Linked DNA regions of Hordeum vulgare: region 1 is linked to region 2. Evidence: chromatin contacts called from public Hi-C data. All regions are on one chromosome and are shown on one strand. Each heading gives the region's core, a stretch centred on a gene start, on an enhancer-like site or on the middle of the called end of the contact. The rest is flanking DNA. Distances are from core to core; before and after follow the strand shown. Region 1 has its middle 55 kb from the start of LOC123440272. Region 2 holds the start of LOC123440272.

Region 1 (5,891 bases), core at 1,062-3,561, 55 kb before region 2:
GTCCCTGGCTCTCTTCATGTTGAGCCTGTTTCGTTGATCTGTAGTGACCGCCGCCTGACGATCAACGTCGGCCTTCCACTGGAGGCTCGTCAAGCCTGAGGGCCTTGCCATCGGGGCCCTTGGCTTCCTCTGCTTTGGTTGGGCGGAATCGGTGGCTGGGCGAAGGGGCCCATACTTTTTCTGGGGGCATGACACGCGTACCTGGGCAGAATGGCGGGAGCCGCGGGGGAGAAGAGGGTAGGTAATGGGAAAATGAAGGGAAAGGGGAAAATCAGTGGGACAATCGGTCGATGTCACCGGCAGCGCGGGCCCGCGCACCTCTTCGCTTCACTCGGTGCCCCGAGGCGACCCCCGGGGCTCTGGGTTTGTTGGGGGCGCGGCTGGAGATGCTCTAAGAACATCTACACCCGAACGCCTTAGATTACCCCTCATACACCTACGGACGCCCCTCATGAGTGACCGGACAGAAGAAATAAGGAAAAAAGTGATCCAACCGGATCCCTCATATCATCCATATACGCGCGAGCTATCCGCGAACCCTCATATCCATCTCAAATATGGAAAGGATATGAGGGCTCGCACACGTGCCCGGATAGTCCGCCACGTAGGGCGCGACCCCATCCCGGACCACCCTTTTTTTCTTTATTCATTCATTTCTGTCTCTCTTTTCCTCTTTCACCAATCACGTGCAAGTAGCCGGACATATGAAGAAGAAAATAAGGAGTGTGGCTGCACAGACAAACAAATAGGGAACATCTTCGGTCACTGACCGGGTGCGTCCGTGAACATTTAGGGGGTCATATTTGCAATGTTCGTGTGTAGATGCTCTAAGCGGCAGGAAATAACACAACAAACGTCCTGATGAGAACACCTGAAAATTGACATTACAAACGAAGCATCCAAACATACATTTCTTGAGTGACGACGAAGCAGTTGGTTCATGGAGTGCCTAAGCAAGACCCAAACTTTATATTTAGCATCCAATGCTATCCTACTATCCTTCACATTTGGGTTGGGAATTTGGGATATGATGCCCTGATGTTTGTGTGATTTATCCTAACGAACACTGAAAGGTGAGAGAGCCTGCACTATCAGTCTCTCTCTACAGGCACCATCGTTGGTGACTCAGTAAAGTTAATATCCAGGTATAGGCAGACACCAAGGACAGCCCAGCAACTAAATGGCACCAATGGCCTAACGTGTTCGTAGATCGACCAGATGCAATGCGCTTTACGTGGAAATGGACGGGTCGAATTTCCGGATCGAAAACAAGTGGAAATATAGAAAGATGCTTGGAGGTGGTGGGTAAAAGGGAGAGAACCCAAGAGAGGGGTGATGTTGAGGATGGGAGGGTGCTCATGACGTGAAAGCAAGCAAACACTCAATCAAACTTTACAAAGGCACGGACATATTCCTCCCATCAGGGGAAATCATTCCAACCCAAGCTGTTCGTCCAAGTGGGTCATACACTAGCTAGCTATCCCTGCATAATGCAAGTATAAAGATGCATCGCTGGTGTGGTGTGTATTAGCACGGGAATTTTGCAAACGCGATTGCACACGCAGGGCATGATTAAAGGCTTGGGGAGATGAGATGAAATGAGATGGAGATGACACTCGAGTTCATTACAGGTAGCCTGTAGCAACATCCAACAGATCCCAGATCTGTACTTAACAGGCGCGCCTGCCCCCACACACGGCACTACGTCTATCTCCTGCTGATCGAACGGCTCGTGCTGCTGTGTATAGGCATAGCTGAACGAGATGATAGATAGGCCCCGTCAGAGCCGGAAAGCCGTAACTCGCGCTGCTAAATGAGCCCGGTACGTCTGTCTATCTCATCAGGGTAAGGGTAGCGGGTAGCCACACGCACGTACGTCCCCACCATCACAACCATGATCCATGCATCCTCGCGTGTAGTGTATCAGAGTGGAATTTCTCGCACACTTTCATTTGCAGAAAGCCGACCGCCCTATCTAAATCTGGATACCATAAAGAAGAAAAAGTGGGCGAGTAGGAATGTAGGATGGGTGGATATAGCAGCAGCAGCAGCAGCAGCAGCAGCAGCAGCAAAGAAGTCGAGTTCCATCGCTCTCCGAGGAAGGAAAGGAAGGGGGTGTGGTGTGGCGAAAGTAAAACTCTCCTCCCAATCCAATCGATCCTAGAAAGGAGGGTTGCGTAGATGCTCCCTGTAGGCCACATTTTGCATCTTCCGTCAGGGCCGAGCGTGCAATGCATTCAGCAATCAGCACTGTGGCTGAGCGAGGGAGTGAGGTGATGTAAAGGGGCGGGCACCGCGTTCGTCCCCCCTTTTGATGGATCGCGTGCCGATGATGCCTGGATCGCAGCGTCTGACTGCGACGTCGGAGCAGAGCACTAGCTCGCTCGTTGGCCGCATGTAAAGTTTCGCCATTGTTTAGGCATTGACTTTTGTCCGGGCAACCTGCGCTGCTGCGGAGCATCATCGACGCCACTCACACTCACTAATCACTCACTCGCTTGCGTCGTCTTTGCAGCTGCAGACGGGGTGAAGGAAGGAAGGAAGCTGCTGGAGCTCGCACGCACGGATCAGATGCCAAAAGGCGGTTAAAAGTCGGAGCGCCTGCCCCCGGGGATAAGATGAGAGTCAGAGAGATCGATAATGGATGTGGATTCTGAGCGGCCGGCCCCCGGGGAGGATATGGAATCCATAATTGGCGTCTCATGGCCTGGGCAGGCCCCGGCACCGGCACCGGCACGGCAGTCATCGTGCGCGTATGATCGTGGGTGGCCAACGCCTCGGGGCGCGCTCGTTCGCGGTGACCGGCTCCAGCCTTTTGGCGAAAGCGACGGCCCGGCGAATCGACTCGCCGGTCCGTCCGTGGAATCGGTTGGGTACGCACGTACTACTACGCGTCCGTCCTGTGTTGTACTAGAATCAAATCAAAGTACGCAACGGGTCTGGGTTTGCGCATAATTTTGCTCGCTGTTGCCACGCGCGTTCCCGTGTCGCCGGCGTGCACATGTTGCTTCACGTCCCTTTTGGCTTAGCTTGCTCTGGCTTTGTGCAATGGTACGTTAGTACGGTCATGGCATTAGTAGCTGGGTTTGTTCATTTGTTTATTTGTTTACGTTCGTTCATGGTAACTCCGTCTGTTAATATCAGACGTTTTTTAAACATTAATACTATGTTGAAAAACATCTTGCGTTATGAGACGGAGAGAATAGATTGAAAGAATAACTCATATGACGTGGATTCAAGTGCAAGTTGCTAAGCTGCTTTTGTGTTTCCAGCTAGAGGTAAGAATATGGGGTTCCAGCTCTTGTCGACGTCACGGGAAAAGAGCACCGTATCCGGGGCCAAAGATTACGAGGTATAATCGTATCCACCCAGCTTATAACAAGATCATGGATCAAGAGGGACGTTACACCACACGCAAAAAAAGAAAAAGGAAAAAGAAAAGGTTTCAGCTAGGAGTAGTTTCCTTGGGTGGGCTTTCCATTGCCAGATATTTCCCATGGGCTCATCCGGTTGCATATTCCCGGTGGCACACGCACCATCAACCGAGACTGGCAGGAGCTGATGGAAGATGGAAGACAGCTTACCGTAGTCGTAGCCAAGCCTAGCTGATCGGTCCATCGGATGCAACTAATCTAATCCGCCAGTACGGAAGTTGGGCCTGTGACCACAGACACCCAACTGGCTGATTGAGCCAACTCTAATGCTTGGTCCCCTGTCAGAGCCGAGTGTGCACTGTGACGCTCGACTCCGATACAGTACCTGTTAATTGAAACCGTGATGACTCTTTTACATGCTGGTAACACCTAAGGTACTCCTCATGTTGAGCTAAAACCATCCAATCCAGGTTACCATCATACTACAGCTTACTTGTGAGGTACATATTGCTAAGCGACAAGAAAAGTCGGGTACTGATATTATTTGTCATATTAATAAAGCATCTCTGCTAAGTAAAGAGCATTAAAACATCTACAACCGGAGTTTCGTGAACAGTGACCGGGCTCATATCGAAAGTCCACCGGATCCCTCAAATCAAATCTTCAAATCCATACTAATTTCATGCAAAGTTAGAGCAACTCCAACAGGACAATTCAAATGGACACGAATTTTGCCTTGATTTTATCCGTTTCGATCGTCCGTCCGTCTAGCGGACATGAGGTGGACACGCGGTCGGTGGACGAATTCAACCCACCATATGCAAAAAAGCGAACGACGCCGTCGAATTGCCCTGATCCCACGAAACGCAGTGCTTCGGGAGGCACCGACGGCCTGCCCCTTTCCTCCCCACTTGAGACGAAAGATTCAGGCAGGGTCGGGGGCGCAAGTATGGATCCTGCTCCCTCCTCCTTCTCGCCCCCCGCACAGTGGTGGTGGACATTCAAGCCTGCGCAGCTGCCGCACCTAACCCTGCGGCGGCCCTTCCTCTTCTGTCGGAGCGCGCGCATCAGCTGCATCTAGTTCATCTCGCTAGCCTACGCGCCCTCCATCCCGCTCATCCCACTGGCTAGCGCAGCTCCCCCTGGCTGGAGGGCCAGCTGCCTCCCTCGGGCTGCTCGTCGCCGACCGCTACCTCCTTACGCGCCTCTCGACAACCGCTCGTGCTGCTCTAGCGCGCCACCGTCGCGTCGCCGCACCACCGGTAGCGGCCTTAGGGAGGGGTGGACCGCTGATAGGTGGGACCAGGGCGGACACGAGAGGGGAGGAGCGGATGAGAGCGGACGACAGGAGCGCCCAGTTATGTCCGCCGCGGATCCATTTGTGACCCAGTTTTGCATTCAATTTGGATCGGGGTGGACAACAATCAGACAACAGGCAGACACATGCGTTCGTTTGGGTCATCCCGTTAGGCTAGCTTTTGTGTCCGGATGACCCAATCGGACAAAATGAGTCGCTGCGTTGGGGTTGCTCTTAAATTTAGTAATGATCGTATTATGTCAGTTGCTGTTTTCGGTTGCCTCACTGTTGGACTTTGGTTGTGTGCATTTTAGCTATGCAGAGACCGAAAGTAATGCTTAAACCTTTAAGTAATAAAACCCTTTATGAAAAAATCAACAAATACCACTCGCTACCAAAAAAAATAGACCGTTAGATGGTCATTCCGCATGTCATTAGTCATTCATCACTTAACTCCTCCGATTAAGGCCTTCTTTGGTTCATAGTGCATGAATATCATCGAACAAGAACTTGTAGGAAATAAGATGGCATGCAGAATGAATTTTCTCTATGAAAATTCTATCATACACAATTCATACAAGTAATGATTTTTTTTATAATAGAAATGATATCATACATAATTCCCACAAGATTACTCCATACTAAAGGAGGCCTAAAAGTAGTTTTTCCATGAGAAGATTCAAGTGTTGGTGCATTATAATACAAACAACCCATTGTGCGTTTACAAATTTGTGTAACCAAATCATGGCATTCCATTCCATTTGATTCTAAACCAAACACATCCGTGGTGCATTATGCAGCAGCGCATGTTGCGTTTCTACCAGTAGTCCAGTAGAACTGTCAAATGCGGAAGGAAGGACACACGCCTTCATGAAACTACCATTGGTAGTGTCGAATGTGTAAGCACGGGCACTTTGCCACCGGAGAGTTGCGGTTCGCCACGGCGTATCGAGGCTAGAAAAAGCAGATCATGCGCGAAAGTGAAGAAAGAAGTAGTACAAGTTCGGATCCTGTCATCTCAACCTTGTCTTATACCACCACTTTGAACAAAAGGCAATGCCTCGAGTCGACGGCTATGGATGGACGTTCAACTGATAACGATACGCTAGCGGTATTAAACGGCTCGTACTACATGCATGCACGATTTCCTGATCGGACGACACCTGCAACGTGCAGTTCTAGTTGCACTACACATGTTACGGCCGGCCATCGCCATTAAT
Region 2 (5,849 bases), core at 704-3,203:
CATTTGCCACCAATCACTTGGCGGGAGCTGGATCCTCTCACATACGAAGGGAAGTTAGGTAAGCTACATTAACATGACTTCTCTTTCCTCTTAGCCCATGAACCGTACTAATTTCAATTTTTAAAAGACCAGTTTTGATTTTTTTTAAAGATCAATTTTGATTCTCCAATTCAATTTTAATAGACTCTTTCCAATTAAAAAAACTCATTTCACTTTTTTCAAAAGAACTACTTCAATTTCATAACTCCCTAATTTTCCTTCTCTTTATCACAAAAGACAAACACCGTAGCTGTCTAACTTCCTTTGAGCATGTTAGAGGATCTGGATATCACTTGGCAAACGTTTGCCATGGACGATCTTCTGCCAAAATGTGATCATACTTATTCATGTAGCCATCCAGTGTATCCTGGTTTCTCTATGCCTATAGCCAAAGCCCATGCTTTGTGTGGTAATGACATGGACAATTCCTTTTAGAGAAGGATATATGTACATATCCTGTATTTCTCTTCTCATCCTTCGAAATACAATGACATCATGCGGCATTTTTTTTCTTTGAAACAGAGGCAAAAGTTTTACCTTATTTATTAATTAAGAAGAAGAGAATTGCCGAGTAAATTGGAGAGTGGTGTTTTGGCTCATAGGTGTAGATAAACCTATCATGAATTATATATAAATAACACATTTCAAAATGTAAAAAAAATCAAACAATAACTTCACGTGTACATCCAGACATTCTATGTTTGCACACAGAATTTCACAAAGAAAGAACATTTCTTGTGGTATGTATAAAAAAGATGAAAAAATCTCACAAATAATTATAAACAAACATCATAAATTGCCTTTTTTACACAAGCCACATAAATGTCCCTTTTCATCAAAACTTGTGCACAAACATATAATGTTCGGTTATACACACGGAGTTTCTTTTTTGTTTTTTTAACTTTTTATAAATATGTATTTAGACAATAGGTGCACCTACACCTATGAGCCATAGTGGATTTCCCCAACAAATTACGGAACACCGGACGAAAACCATTCATGCATCATTTTCCAAGCCTCTAGTTTTGTGGAATGTATAAAAGGAAAAAACTCTTAGACGCGATCAAGCGGGAGCTTTCGTTTTGGTTCAATTGAATTCTCCGAGACACGCAGTGGCATGGGCGTGAGACACAGTTGCTTCTCGGATGGTATTTGTCCCCCGATTAAATGCGCGTTTGTCCACTACGGGTCTCTAAACGAGAAACATAGCGAGCGGCCTTCAATCATGCCAACAGTGACGGCTGCCACTGAAGCTAGCGTGCGCCATGTCCGCGGATGCGGTCCATGCACGCCCTCGAATCAAATCACCGCACGTACTCGTACATGTGCCTTCTTTGCGGATTGAAATCACCGTACTACGGCGCTGCACACGCGTACCGATTGGATGGACCAAGCTGGGTTTTTTACAGGGAGCCTTCCACCCTCGCATGATGAGCCCATGAGACGTGAGAACCAGCCTTAACCAAAGTACACGATTGGGGAGTGGCAATGATTTAGGCAAGGGAAGGGACCCCCTCTCAAAAGCCAAAGGGATAAAATGATAGTAGGGTACAAGATGATCCCCCTAATTCTTCTTTGTGCTTCTGCACATCGATCCCCGTGATACTCATAAGCTTATTCACCATAATTCCACTTTATAAATTAAGCCAGCAGGTGAGTCGTAGTGGCCCAACCAAGAGGTGCTAGTTGGAGCTAGTTTTTACGGGGCCCATTAAAAAGTCACTTTTCTCTCTCTATCCACAAGATAGTAGGTGTTAATTGAAGCTAATTTTCATCGGACCCACTAAAAAATCACTTTCCTCTCTCCATCAAGTACAACTATTGTCAATCTAACCCTATCATCCAAACACCTCTTTGTCTAGAGTTAGTTTAATGTTAGTCATGAGCTAGAAACTAACTCTAACCTCTAGATAAGTTAGAGTATCCAAACAGGGCCTAGGCCGGGCGGACACAGCAGAAGGAACGGAACCATTTGTCCCATACACCATTGTACAATACAGAGTCTGTATAGTATATATCCCTTGAGCCAGAGCTCATCCCAGAATCCTGCCAAGGTACCCCTATATAAAAAGCTCGAACATACCCGCACCAAAAGGACCCGAGACCAGGTGAGGTTCTCTCCCAGCTCGCTCGCTCGCTCGTCGGTGTGGCGTGCACATCACCCAGCTCCTCCCGTCGTAGCTGCCCGCCTTATGAGCTAGCAGCAGCTCTCGCCAGCTCGGCGCGGCGGCCGACCGGAAGCGGCCGCGAGGGTGACAGGGATAGCGGAGGAGCAACGGTCCGGGGAGAGCTAGAGGTTTGACAGAGTGAGAGTTGTCGGTAATGGAGACCATACGGTGCTGCATCGCGTGCATCCTGCCGTGCGGCGCCCTGGACGTGGTGCGCATCGTGCACTCCAACGGCCGGGTGGAGGAGATCAGCGAGCCCGTGCTGGCCGGCGAGATCATGAAGGCCTACCCCAAGCACGTCCTCCGGAAGCCGCCCTCCACCTGCCCCGCCGACGGCGGCGGCGGCGGCATCGTCGTGCAGAAGCCCGTCATCCTGCCGCCCAATGCCGAGCTGCAGAAGGGCAAGATCTACTTCCTCATGCCGGTCATGGCCCCGCCGCCGGACAAGGCCGCCGCGAAGCCCAAGGCGCCCGCTGCCGCGTCCACGCCCGCGCCCGCGGCGAGGAGGCGGCGGAGGAGGAAGGAGTCCGGGGATGCCGCCGCCGGCGTCGGCGGCGATGGCGGCAACAACGCGGCAGCGGCGTCCCAGAGCGCGGAGGGCGAGAAGGAGCGGCTGCTGGCGAACGAGAGGTACCTGTCGGAGATCATGAAGGAGAAGGCGTCGACGGCCAGGGACCGGCGGCGCGGGCGCGTGGCCGTGTGGCGGCCGCACCTCGAGAGCATCACCGAGGATGACTTGTAATCAGACAAGGTGTTTGTTTCACCCTTTTTTTTTCTTTCTGCTTCTTCTTCCTTTCGATTTTTCTAGTTTATTACTTCCTCTCCTGTTAATTCCCTCCCTGCTTGCGCTTCGGCCTCTTTTCATTTTTTTTGCCCGTCTTTTCCCGGCCCGCCTCCTTTAGAGCGTCCGCTCCCTTTACAGGGTGAATGATGCCTTTGTGAAGATAAAAGATACAATTTTTGCTATGCATCTTTCTCTTTACGATTTCCTAATCACAGTCAGTAGCTGTGGGATGGATCACCCCTACTTTTTCTCCTACACAGAACACAGGCAGCGCGATCCACGTTCCGATTTTGTTCAAACACCTCCGGATGGAACTAGTCGATGGATGGATGGATCGCCCCTACTTTTTCTCCTACACATGCTATGCACACACTTCCCTCAAAAAATGAAAAACAAGAACTCCATTGATATTTTTTTCCTTCTATTCTTACAGAAAAGTACTCTTCCAAGTGGGCCATTGGTATTGGCGCGGATTTGTAAAGAAAATTTTAGAATTCCGTGCGTCGGCTTACATTCCATATTTCACTCGCCCTTTTGTCCTGGGAGAAGGAAGGGAGCGTGTGAGAAAGCGAGCAGAGCGGCGAGCTTATACTTGCAGGTCCATGTTGTTCTGATCATCATGAGTGCACGAAAGTTCTGAGCGCAAGTAATCAATCAATGAGTAGACCAATGATTGCCCCCTCCACTAGCAGAGAGAGCAGCGAGCTTTAAGCCGCGGTGTGTGTGGTGCCATGGACGGATGCATACTCGCCACCCAACCACCGTTGCAACTACTGCTAAAAACTAAAGCAACAGAGACCGGGGAGGAAGACTAAGGAATAGCAGTGAGGATAAACCCGAACCTCTATCTAAACCTAATGGAGCTCATGATGCGATCAGGAGGACGGCCTTGCTTTTTTTTTTTTTCCTTTAATGATCTCTCTGCTAAGTGTATGGGTATGGGGTTATGGTTCGTTGCTACCTTGGCTACTAGTGCTTTGGCGTCATGGATTTGACGTAAAGATGGGCACGTACAATGTGTTCCTTCTCCTCCTTTCTCTCCTTGGGAGCAAGGGGCAAGACCACTCACTCGCTCGCTCCCTTATCTAAGAATGTCTTGTTTGTTCCTCCGTCCCACGAATCGGCGAGCCACACGTGGACGGTTGAACATATGTACATATCATTGGTAGCTACGAGGAGCAAATAATCCACACACGCCCATTATATATGAATCTTCTCCTTCAGTATGCTCATCGCTTACTGGTAGTATGATACGTACGGTTCCATTATGGTTTTCAAGGATTTAGTTAACTACACGTAGAAAGTAAATTAGTGAGTATGTGTGGTGCTGAATCATCACTGCCCAATACTACACCAGTAGCAGCAGTGCTGGAGTACTTGATTTGATACACACACACACATGGGCAGATAAATTAAAGGGCATGCATGCTCCACTACTACCAGTCCCAGTCCCAGTCCCAGTCCCAGTCCTGCTGCAGCTGGGCTCAACCTAAGCTGAGCCCGATTGTTTTATATGTTGCTGGGGATGGATGTCCACTACGTCTACGTACTACATGATTATCTTTCAACCATCCCCCACGCACTTCCGCTTGTTTAATCGGTCTTCCCCATGAGAATGCTGCTCGGGATTTTCCTAGCAGATTTCAAAGCTAAATTGTAGCCTTAACGGGGCGCATAATCAGTACTGGTACTCCCCCAAATTTAGCCGTACCACGCCGTCAGCCGGCGCGCGCCGCTAGCTAGCCCCCAGCCCCATGCCATTCTATATATGCATGAATATCGCAGGATCATTGCTTCAGAATTCGCAGAATGATCGCCCAATTATAATAAACAGCAGGCGCAATTCTGAAGCTGCCTCTGGTTTGCTGTGGCAACAAAGGGAAGTCCACAAGATGATTTCTTATTGTTTTAATATCCGCCAAACAACTCTCACAGGTAAACCAGTTGGACTAGCGCCTTGCTTGCTTCACAATGCACTGCATGCATGCATGCATGAATGATGGGCAACACATGCGATTTCATAATTAACGACCTCGGTTAATTTAGCTGGCTCCATGTGTGTGTGTGTGTGTGTGTGTGTGTGTGTGTGTGTGTGTGTGTGTGTGGCAGCTACCAAAGCTTTATGTGGAGTCGTGGCGTCTGAATTTGTAATGTCAAGTGGTGTGGTAGAGGGTGATGTTATTGTAGGCGAAAGAGACCTTTAAGCATATGCCAAAGCCCAGGAACAATATAAATCGTGCTGCGTGTGTCCCTGAGCTCCTTTGAAGGGGTACCACCGTACCAGACTACCAGTAGATGAGATGTTTAGCGCAAACAGTAGGCGCCTTTTGGCTGTGCTACACCACCACTATACCCTCCCCAGCTCGTGCCCACGACATGTACCAGAACGTGAAGGTGTCGACCTAGAATCGTAGGACTAGCTAGCTTGAGATCTTGAGGCTAATCAAAGAGGCTGTAGCGCTCTTGCCTACTTAAAAGCTGGCCACACTAGTTAAAAAAACAAACAAACAAAAAAACTCGGCACTGTGTGCATGTGTGACAGTGTGAGCATAGGTGTGTGCGTGTGATCTTCGAGATAGGCAAGAAAAGAAAAAAGAACGGAGAAGGGTGGCGTTTTTGTGTGTGTATGTGTGTCTGTCTGCGGGCCGTGTGGCTGCAGGACCGGGGGGGGGGGGGGGGGGGGGAGGTACTGTTGATCTAGGCTTTGTGTGGGCCAAAACCGTTGTTTATGAAGGCCGAGCCATGGACCACAGGCAGCATCATGGTGATCTTCCATTAAGCACAGGCTCACACGCAAGTCCAATCTTTCTCTCTCACTTGTTTGTGGTCGCCTTTTGGTGTCAATTCCTCGCTCAAAT

What was found. A called contact is a pair of places that touch in the nucleus more often than the background predicts.
Region 1: a Hi-C map of leaf shows a contact between it and region 2, with 4 times the contacts expected there. The contact joins the enhancer-like site here to the promoter of LOC123440272 in region 2. A contact is called at or near these places in 2 of 6 Hi-C or Micro-C datasets (leaf and seedling).

Annotation. Positions count from the first base shown.
Region 1 is chr3H:494,945,196-494,951,086 of MorexV3_pseudomolecules_assembly, reverse strand. No RefSeq gene overlaps it. Among protein-coding and RNA genes, the nearest start is that of LOC123440272, 55 kb to the right of the region's middle. Within about 2 kb of position 2,311, at least 3 of the 3 cell types and tissues checked have open chromatin away from gene starts, as enhancers often do. A contact at or near this core is called in leaf and seedling, where this site is marked.
Region 2 is chr3H:494,889,715-494,895,563 of MorexV3_pseudomolecules_assembly, reverse strand. LOC123440272 reads left to right here and starts at 1,953. Exons shown (of 1, transcript XM_045116849.1): 1 at 1,953-3,173. The coding sequence starts at 2,362. The coding sequence ends at 2,949.